Linked DNA regions of Mus musculus: all the other regions are linked to region 3. The links are chromatin contacts, called in public HiChIP or PLAC-seq and promoter capture Hi-C maps. All regions are on one chromosome and are shown on one strand. The core of a region is the stretch at or near the end of the contact, and the rest is flanking DNA. Distances in the headings are between cores, read along the strand shown. Region 1 holds the start of Zfp36l1 (zinc finger protein 36, C3H type-like 1). Region 2 overlaps Max (Max protein). Region 3 holds the start of Eif2s1 (eukaryotic translation initiation factor 2, subunit 1 alpha).

Region 1 (2,700 bases), core at 54-2,553, 1.3 Mb before region 3:
TGTAATTCATTGAAGGCCACTGAGTTCCGTGGGTCTTATTGCTTGGTACCCCCAAACCGGGCATAGTGACAAGCCATATGTTCCGTTCGCGTGGGGGCGGGAGAGCAGCAAGAAGTGTCGCTTCCCCCACCTCTACCTTCCTTCTTACCAAAGTAACTTTTTCCCCCCTTGTTTTTAACATTCGGGGATGTGTGGAGGAGGCAGCCCGAATTCAAAGCGCGCGTGGAAAGTGACTTGTTGCTCTTTTATTTTCAGGGGGTGCCCTTGAAAGTCTGGACTTTTCTGCTGTAGCAAGTTTAAAGATCGGTTATGTGAACAAAGCGCCCCATCTAGGTCTGAAAGAATTCTGCCCAGGCAGTGGTGCCCCCACCATACCGGGAAAACGCAGGCTGCCGGCCCAGCACGCGTGGACCCCGCGCTGCGCGCAAAATCTTACTGCTCTCGCCCCCTCCAGCCTAGGCTCTCCTGGAGAAAAAGTTTTCTCTGGTCATCCCTACTTCTTTTGCTCACTGATGGGAAACAACAAACATAAAACTCTTGACTCGAACATTTGGGGTGCTCCGCATTCCTAAACTCCTCGCCCAGCTCATTTTGCGATGGGCAGCCGGGTGTGGACAGGGAAGTCAGGGGAAGGTAAGTCGTGCGGGCACTTGGAGAAGTTTCAAGGGACACTAGCTCAAGATGGAAACCGCAGCCCTGGCCCGCTCAAGACCAGCTCCAGCGCCTGCTAGGAAGAAAAAAAAAAAAAAAAAAGACAGGGGGGAGAGGGAGGGAGGAGGGGGGGGAGAGAGAGAGAGAGAGAGAGAGAGAGAGAGAGAGAGAGAGAGAGAGAGGAGAGTCGAGCCCGCCTTCCAACTCTTAAAAAAAAAAACCAACAAACACAACAACTCGAACTCCGAAGGGGGTGGAATGAGTGATGTCACAGAGCCGAGCAGCGAGGTTGACAAAGGGTGGGCGCCCCTCCCCCTCTGCCGGGCTCGGCCCAGGGGAGGGGCGCCCCCGGAGCCCGCGGACTCGAAACTTTTCCTCTTTAAGAAAAAAAAGTTTTGCGCCGCTCCGAGTGCTTTTTTTTTTTTTTTTTTTCCGCCTTCTTTCCTCGTCTCCCTCCCCCTTCTTCCTTTTGAAAGTTTCTTTCCTCCCCCTTTACCCCTCCCTCCCTCTTGACCGCATGGCTGATTCAACCTCAGTGTCAATCAACTTTTTTTCCGCCTCCTCTTCTTCATTTAAATACGTTTAAAGCTCCTCCTTCCACCCCCCCCAACCCACCAAATCTTATAAATTGGGCTTTGCGCGCCGCAGCCCGGGAGAGTCAGAAAGGCGAGGGGCGCCGGGAGCAGGCGTGTGGGACTCCTGACCGGAGAGCCGGAGGCTGCGCCTTCCCCGCACCGGGACCTTCACGACACACCAGATCCTAGTCCTTGCCCCGTGCGAACGCCCACGATGACCACCACCCTCGTGTCCGCCACCATTTTTGACTTGAGCGAAGTTTTATGCAAGGTAAAGCAGGGCGGAGCGTTGGCTTTTTGAAAGTTTCTCTTGTGCTCCAAGAAACTCTAAAAAGTTTGGGTCTCGGGGACGTGAAGGAGTTTCACTGCTTGCGTTTCCCTCCATGGTGAAGGAATTTGTTTATGTCCTCCTCGCACTTAAGTTTCAGGTCCCAGGTGGGGTTCTGTGAATCCGGGGAGCAAAGTTCTGGGCGACTGCTCCAGTTTGCGGGGCAAGGAGGTGCGGAAGAGTGGTTAGGTTTGGGACGAATTTTGAAGGATTCTTTTCTGCATGGTGCACCTCCGGAGCTGGGCTAAGCGGGTGGGCTCGGCTTCGCAGTGTGCGCCTTGGGTTTCCTGTACCCGCTGGAGATGTTCGAGGTTACCCAACACCTTTTGCTAGGGGTCTCTAGGAAAAGCGAGGTCTCAGGGCGGTATCTGACTGGGAGAATTTTCCTGTCTGTTTTGGGGAGCTAAGAGATAATGCGACGAAGAAAGAGGCCGACTTAAGGTTCAAAAAGATGTAGGCAAAGCGACTTTGTAGTGGAGTTTGTCCGCCCCAGCTGGGCTAGGTTCCCGCTGCGGGAGCTGGTCGATCGTGCTGCAAACTTGGGGCTGAAACTGTTTGCTTACCTGGGTTGTGAGGCACTACGGTTCGTTGACTAAGGAATAGGGGAACAAAATGCTGCCAGACCTCAAGTTCCCGCCAGTTAGGATTTAAGAGGGCCAAAATGGGGCAGTTTGCCAGTCAGGTTTTTGAAAAACAAAACAGAAAAAAACTTTTAAAACCGTAATGTTCCAGGAGTGCGATTGAAATAACTCCGTGAATGTTGTTAATTTTTTGCCCGCTCTACTTCCCCCAACCCCCCAATTTGAAAGGATGAAGCTGCTAGGCTACTTTTAATTGCTGAACTGTTTTTGCCTTCCCTTAAACACGTCGGGTCATGTTGCTCTCTTCCTAGCTCGCTGCTCCTGTCGGTGCAGCTGCCAAGGCCCCGGGGCTGCAGGGTTGGGGTGCAGGGCCGTGCTGGAGTTGAAGAGCAACATCAAAAACTTTGCATTTTCGGCTTCTTTCCCTCCCTGCGTTTTTCCAAGTCTGTTTGCCCTGGCGGCAGCCTGAGCTAGCCAACTCCATCCTGGGCCCCGCTGCCCCGCTCTTTGATCTATTTCTCTTTCTTTTGCCCCCTCCCCCCGCAGGACTTTTTAAATGAACCTC
Region 2 (2,700 bases), core at 135-2,634, 1.9 Mb after region 3:
ATGCTGTGTAGCTGAGATTAGACTTGAACTCCTCCTGATCCTCCTGCCTCCGGTCTCCACAGCGCTGAAATTACAGGGGTGTCCCACCTGGTCCCTATTTATTTATTTTACTAAGTATTAAAAATATCACACACACACTTGTGGTCACTGCAGTGCAGACTGATTGTGTGTGAGTGCTGTGGCTAATGTGGGACCACACCGAGTAGTGTAGTAAACTTTACTCCCTATGTTGCCCTTCAGTTTAATGTGACTGAAATGGTTGCCACCTTAAAGTAAACGTCAGACTTGTCTCATTTTTCTCCACTATAACCCATTTTTAAAATTTTTAACCCAGAGACTGTAGATGGGACTCCATAGGTGGAGAGCTTGCCTAACATGCCCGACATTCTGGGTTCCTTCCCCAGCATGGTGTGGTGGTGTGTACCAGGGTCAGCCTCAATTGGATGTGTTTGAGGCTACTATCCTGGGCTACATGAGAATCCCCACTCCTCATGCATAGAAATGATAACCTCTAAGAAGCAAGGACACCTATTGCTCTGCTCTGGTCTAGGCGTACTTGCTGTGGGTAAAGTGTTAATAGCTTGCTTCATTTACAGACCTTAGTTTTCCCCAAAAGATGAGTCATTCATGTTTAGCCATTGGGTTGTTTCTGTTGACCAGTTTGGGGTTTGTACACGTCTTAACATTTTATATCTAAAGTAGTGATGACCAGCATGATGTATTTGGCCATTCCCAAATACAGAGTACCTCTCAGGTGCTAAGTGAAGGCTGCTAGCCACTGGCTGTGCTCTGTGTTGCAAAGATACTTCCAGGAAGATGGCTTCCATCTCATTCTCTCTTTGTGCTTTCTGGAGTCTTTACCTAGAGTTTGACTGTCTCTCAGTTTCAACATCACTGAGCCTTAGAGGAAGACTAACTTAGTAGTCAAGAAACTAGTAATTGCTTTAAAATTTTATTTATTACCTTTGAAGGTAAATGCATGTTGTTCCTGTAGATCTGTTTCCTCTTGAGGAAACTATGTGCTGTACTTGTTCTTCATGGGCTGTTTGATGGGAAGTGCTGCGCCTTCTCTAAGGGTCCCAACAGCACAGTTAGCCCTTAAGGTTTGAAAAGAATCTTTGCAGGGTCTGTCATCTCTGCCACACCACAGTCAGCCAGGTCTGTCAAGAGCCTGAAAGCACAAAGCCTTTAAGAAATGGCACAGACTGCCGCCTCCCTTGCCCCCACTGATGGGTTCCATTTTAGAGTGAACTACTTAGAGGGCACTGGCATTTGTTGTGCACATTTGTAAATTTTCATTTCCAGAAAGTGGCTTAGTCAACAGAACTGTACCCCAGATTTGCCTGCCCCTCCCCCGCCTAAGGTTCTTCAAGGCAGGGACTTTGTAAAGCAGCCTGGCCTCAAGCTCCGCGTTCCTCCTCTGCCTCCCAAGCATTGGCGGTACAGCAAGTGTAATGGCCGCCAGCGAGCATCTGACTGCGGACTGGGGATGGGTGTAGCTGCTGGGCTTTAGGCCCTCTGGGAAGGGCAGAGGTGCTCCTGATGTTAATGATCTAGGCTTACTATGCCCTACCTTGCCTCTTACCTCTATTGTCTAAACTAATTTGGCTTTTTATATAAAAAGAGGTAAAGTGTGATAAGATAGAGAAGTAGAGATGTGGGGCTGTTGCTCTAACTTGTGTTGGGCAGCAGGTGGTAGCCGGAGGAAGACAGTGTTTGGAAGTTGGTTCTCTTTTACTGAGTCCCACCCACTGTGCCGGCTCACTGGCCCTGTCTGAAGGCTGACGCGTCTGTGTTGATGAACCTCAGGAATCACGGGAGCCTTGATTGTAGTTAGAATCACCTTCTTTGGAAGCCTTTGAGTCCTTTTGTGAAATTTCTGCCAAGACACATGAATAGGTTGCTGCTTTTAGAGAAAGGCATGTAGCCCTAGATGTGATTGACCTCCCCTCCGGCCACCTGCTGTCAAACCCGGAGTCCTCTCCATTGTACCTTGTATTTTTCCCCCTTTCTGGGTTTCTTACGAGGCAGCGCTATGGGAGTTGGCTGTTCGGGTTCTGAATCACCCAGCATTTCTTCTCTAGTAGGAGCCTGTTTAGTTCTCACCTGTGGAAAAGTGTTCTCTGATGTTGTTACTACTACAAGCTGGTGGTGGTTGTTACTGTTTGTGTGATTGATTTTGTGTCTCACTTTTTAACCAAAAAGACTGGTCTTCAGCCATTGCTTTTCTGCCCAAGCCTGTGCCTGTGTGGAAGTGGCTCACCATTGGGCCTTGACTCTACTTTGAGGAAACCACCTTCACTGGAGTTATCCTTGAAGGCAGATCAGTGGTTCTCCCCAAGGCCTGTCCTCATCTTTGGTTTTTCTCTCCATGGTAACTCTGTCTCTGAAAAAGTTCTCTTGACCTTTTAAAATTAGTGCTACAACTGCCTCTGTTCCTAAAACAAGAGAGTACCTGAGACTTAGGTCAAATTCTGACTATTGCCTACAAGGTAACTAACGTCTGTTAAGACAGAGCTTTGTGCATCAGTTCCCCAGACTGTGAGCTGCCGCTCGCTGTTTCTGTTCACTGGCTGTTCTTAGTCCTGTGTGTAAACATGGGTTTGCAAGAAGAACTGGTAAGGCTGCTCAGCATCTACCTTGGCTCTCCATGCTGCTGCGTGTATGTATAGAATAGCTAACCTTCTTAGTCCCTGCAGC
Region 3 (2,700 bases), core at 118-2,617:
TGTTAAGGGCTCTCCCACCCCCCCTTTAGAGACAGGGTTTCACTGTGCAGCTCTGGCTGGCCTCAAGCATTTTCAGTGCTGGGATTAAAGATATGTGTACCTCACACCTCTCACAAGGGATCCCACTTCTGTAGTTAATGCCATACAGACTGTATGTGTTCTGATGTAAACAAACAAAAACACACTTCAAAGCTAGTTTCAAATACCTTGCATTATTAGTATTTTGCCCCTGTTAACTTCTAGAGTCGGTACATTGTCATGTCACCATAGCAGATATGGGCAATGAACATTCCAAAATAAAATGTACCACGCTGGGAAAACGCTGTTCAGCTCTAAAGTTTACTAGTACAACTAAGTCTTTTGAGAATCAGGGCCCACCATCTGGCATCATAGGCACAGAAAAAGCACTACAATTTCATAACTGACATTTTTGATGAACTGTCGAGGGTCTCCACCTCTTTAACAACAACTTGAGGAGGAGAAAAATCAAGACTTTTCTGATGTACCCTTTCTTCAAGAAACAATGTTTGTTCCTTAGTGGAAATTAAAGCATCCTAAATATAAGGGGGTGTTTAAGAGCCCCAATGCGAGTACACACTTAACTCTAAAGTTTTACGCTTTCAGCGTCCATAATTACAAAACTCCAGTTTTATTTTCGCAGTTACCCAAACAGGGCAAATAACTTCAACAGCTGATTTTAAATTCCAGGAATTCACTCATACAGAAATGCACAGCTAGAGCGAAAACTTAACGACCTCAACACTAATAGTTCCATTTTGGACTTTTTTTTAACTTAAATATGGTGGTTTATCCTATTGTTTCTTTGGCGAAAAGTTCAGTCTCCACAGAGAGAAAAGTTTTGGCAGTATCTTGGGGCTGAAAAGAAGGATAAAAGAAAGAAAAAAAAAAAAAGCCCAAATTCTCCGGTCCGGTAAAAGCAATCGTCTTGAACTAGGAGTGGGACTGGAGTCGAGGGTTCTCCAGAGGCCTCCCCACCACAAGACATCTTTAAGGAGGCTGTAAAAATCTACTTGGCCCACGTTCCTTCAGGGGTTCCTCCGCCCGTCCAGCCACGTTTCTGGCTCGCAGGAGCAGACACCGGCTGGCGAGAGGGCGCAGGAAATCACCAGCGGGCGGTGGCGACGGGGTCCAGACACTTCCCGCGCAAGAACGGGAAAGGGGGGGTAGCCCGGGGCCTAGCCGCACTGGACAAAACCAAGGCGAATCCTCGGGGAGAGCAAGCTGCGGGGCCGGTCACCTGAAGTGGATGTGTGAATCCCGAAGTAGGGTCCCACGCCGTGCTGCTTAGTGGCAACGAGGAGACTCGGAACACCAACCCCGGACGCCGAAGCTCCTCAGCGTGCGCTTCGCCCAACCCAGCGCGCATGCGGAGCCACCTCTCACTGCGCAGGCGCCGACAGAAAAGGATCCTTCGTTGCCACTAACCATAGAGTCTTGGTCCTCCTAATATGGGCGGTGTGAACCAAGGGACGAGCTGAAGAGTCACTGCCCCTGGTATTTATAGATTTTTTTGCGGAGGGAACTTGCTAGGTTTAAAGGAGAGGTAAGTTTCTGTTTCTTGCTCCAGGATGATCGCTTTAAGTTTTAGTCAACCAAGAGAGGGCGCTGTGACGAATGGCGGAAAGCCGAGGAAGAGGAGGAGCGTGATCCTCTCCTGACCCATCCCTCAGAGCGTGCTGGGTGCCGGCGACTCGCCGGAGGGAGGGGCGGTGGAGAGACCCGGAATTCCGGACTGTGCGCGCTTCCACATCCGGGCATTCCGTCTCCTCCCCCTCCCTCAGTCCTCGCCCAACAGGAACCGGAAGTGGGAACCGGTTTCCTGGTTGCCTCTTAGCAACGCAGTTGTCAAGTGACCCGGTCAGCTGACTCCCGTGGAGGCGGGCACTGGGGTAACCGGTTCTGGAGGTGTTGCGGTCCCGATTGTCTCGCCGGGGGGCCCGAGCCGAGTCACCGTCAGGATGTCGGGCAAAGACCGGATTGAAATCTTCCCTTCGCGAATGTAAGTTAAAGACTAGGACAAGCGACAACCGTGTTCAGGCACATCTTCCCGGCGCGCATTCCTGCGTACCCTTGGCCACCAGCAAGGTTCCTTGGTTTCTGGGTCGCTCCTTGAGCTTTCCCCAGGGTCTTCGTTTCCTCTGAGTTCCGAGCGAGGTTTCTTTCCAACGCTCCCCTCCCCTGCTGTTTCTGAGAGAAGAGGCCGGAGAAAGTGGTTCCAGTCCACAGGAAAAGGGGGTTCACCTGCTGGCAGCTTTTGGAGGTCGATGCCTTTACTCACTCATTCCGCACACCCTTTGAGCCACACACGGAGTTTACATAACTGAGCCGTCGGCGCCATCTCTACCTCCCAGGGCTCATCATTGCTGAGGATTGAGATGTAGACGCTGAGGTCTGACCAAAGCTCCCAGACGGGAAGTTATGTGACAGGGAAGCAGCTAGAAGGCCCCTCAGCCAAAGTGACATTGAATGTGTCACCCTCTCGCAGCTGTAGGTTTCAGTCTTGGATCCCGTCAAGTGTTATTTGCTGTGGGAAGATATCCCTGCATTTCTGAGGTATTCCTATAGCCCTGTGATGACTGCACTCTTTACGTCTAGCAAGTGTCACTCATGACACTGTCACGCGGGTATTTATTTGGGCTGTCTCCTGGATGAAGGAGGCATCTTTTTAATGCATAGAAG

What was found. Promoter capture Hi-C pulls out the DNA fragments that hold promoters and counts their contacts. HiChIP or PLAC-seq counts read pairs in DNA pulled down with a chosen protein or histone mark.
Region 1: a contact with region 3 is called in an H3K27ac HiChIP or PLAC-seq map of thymic regulatory T cells, with 7 times the contacts expected there. The contact joins the promoter of Zfp36l1 here to the promoter of Eif2s1 in region 3. A contact is called at or near these places in 1 of 39 promoter capture datasets (erythroid cells), 2 of 484 Hi-C or Micro-C datasets (LSK cells and cerebellum), 4 of 115 datasets of contacts at active chromatin or transcription factors (embryonic stem cells, pancreatic cancer cells and thymic regulatory T cells) and 1 of 9 other capture datasets (liver).
Region 2: a contact with region 3 is called in a promoter capture Hi-C map of embryonic stem cells, with 6 times the contacts expected there. The contact joins the enhancer-like site here to the promoter of Eif2s1 in region 3. A contact is called at or near these places in 4 of 39 promoter capture datasets (embryonic stem cells, hippocampal neurons, liver and 1 more), 3 of 484 Hi-C or Micro-C datasets (cortical neurons, embryonic stem cells and myocytes) and 3 of 115 datasets of contacts at active chromatin or transcription factors (bone marrow-derived macrophages, forebrain and large pre-B cells).

Annotation. Positions count from the first base shown.
Region 1 is chr12:80,111,616-80,114,315 of GRCm38.p6, reverse strand. It overlaps Zfp36l1 (zinc finger protein 36, C3H type-like 1), which reads left to right and starts at 1,303. Exons shown (of 2, transcript NM_007564.5): 1 at 1,303-1,497. The coding sequence starts at 1,441. Gm52006 reads left to right here. Exons shown (of 3, transcript XM_030247048.1): 3 at 1-736.
Region 2 is chr12:76,943,930-76,946,629 of GRCm38.p6, reverse strand. The region is part of intron 2 of Max (Max protein); the gene reads left to right. Among named protein-coding and RNA genes, the nearest start is that of Max, 17 kb to the left of the region's middle. Within about 2 kb of position 1,384, at least 9 of the 459 cell types and tissues checked have an H3K27ac peak or open chromatin away from gene starts, as enhancers often do. A contact at or near this core is called in embryonic stem cells, where this site is marked.
Region 3 is chr12:78,860,739-78,863,438 of GRCm38.p6, reverse strand. It overlaps Eif2s1 (eukaryotic translation initiation factor 2, subunit 1 alpha), which reads right to left and starts at 1,367. Exons shown (of 8, transcript NM_026114.3): 1 at 1,259-1,367. It overlaps Atp6v1d (ATPase, H+ transporting, lysosomal V1 subunit D), which reads left to right and starts at 1,801. Exons shown (of 9, transcript NM_023721.2): 1 at 1,801-2,020. The coding sequence starts at 1,980.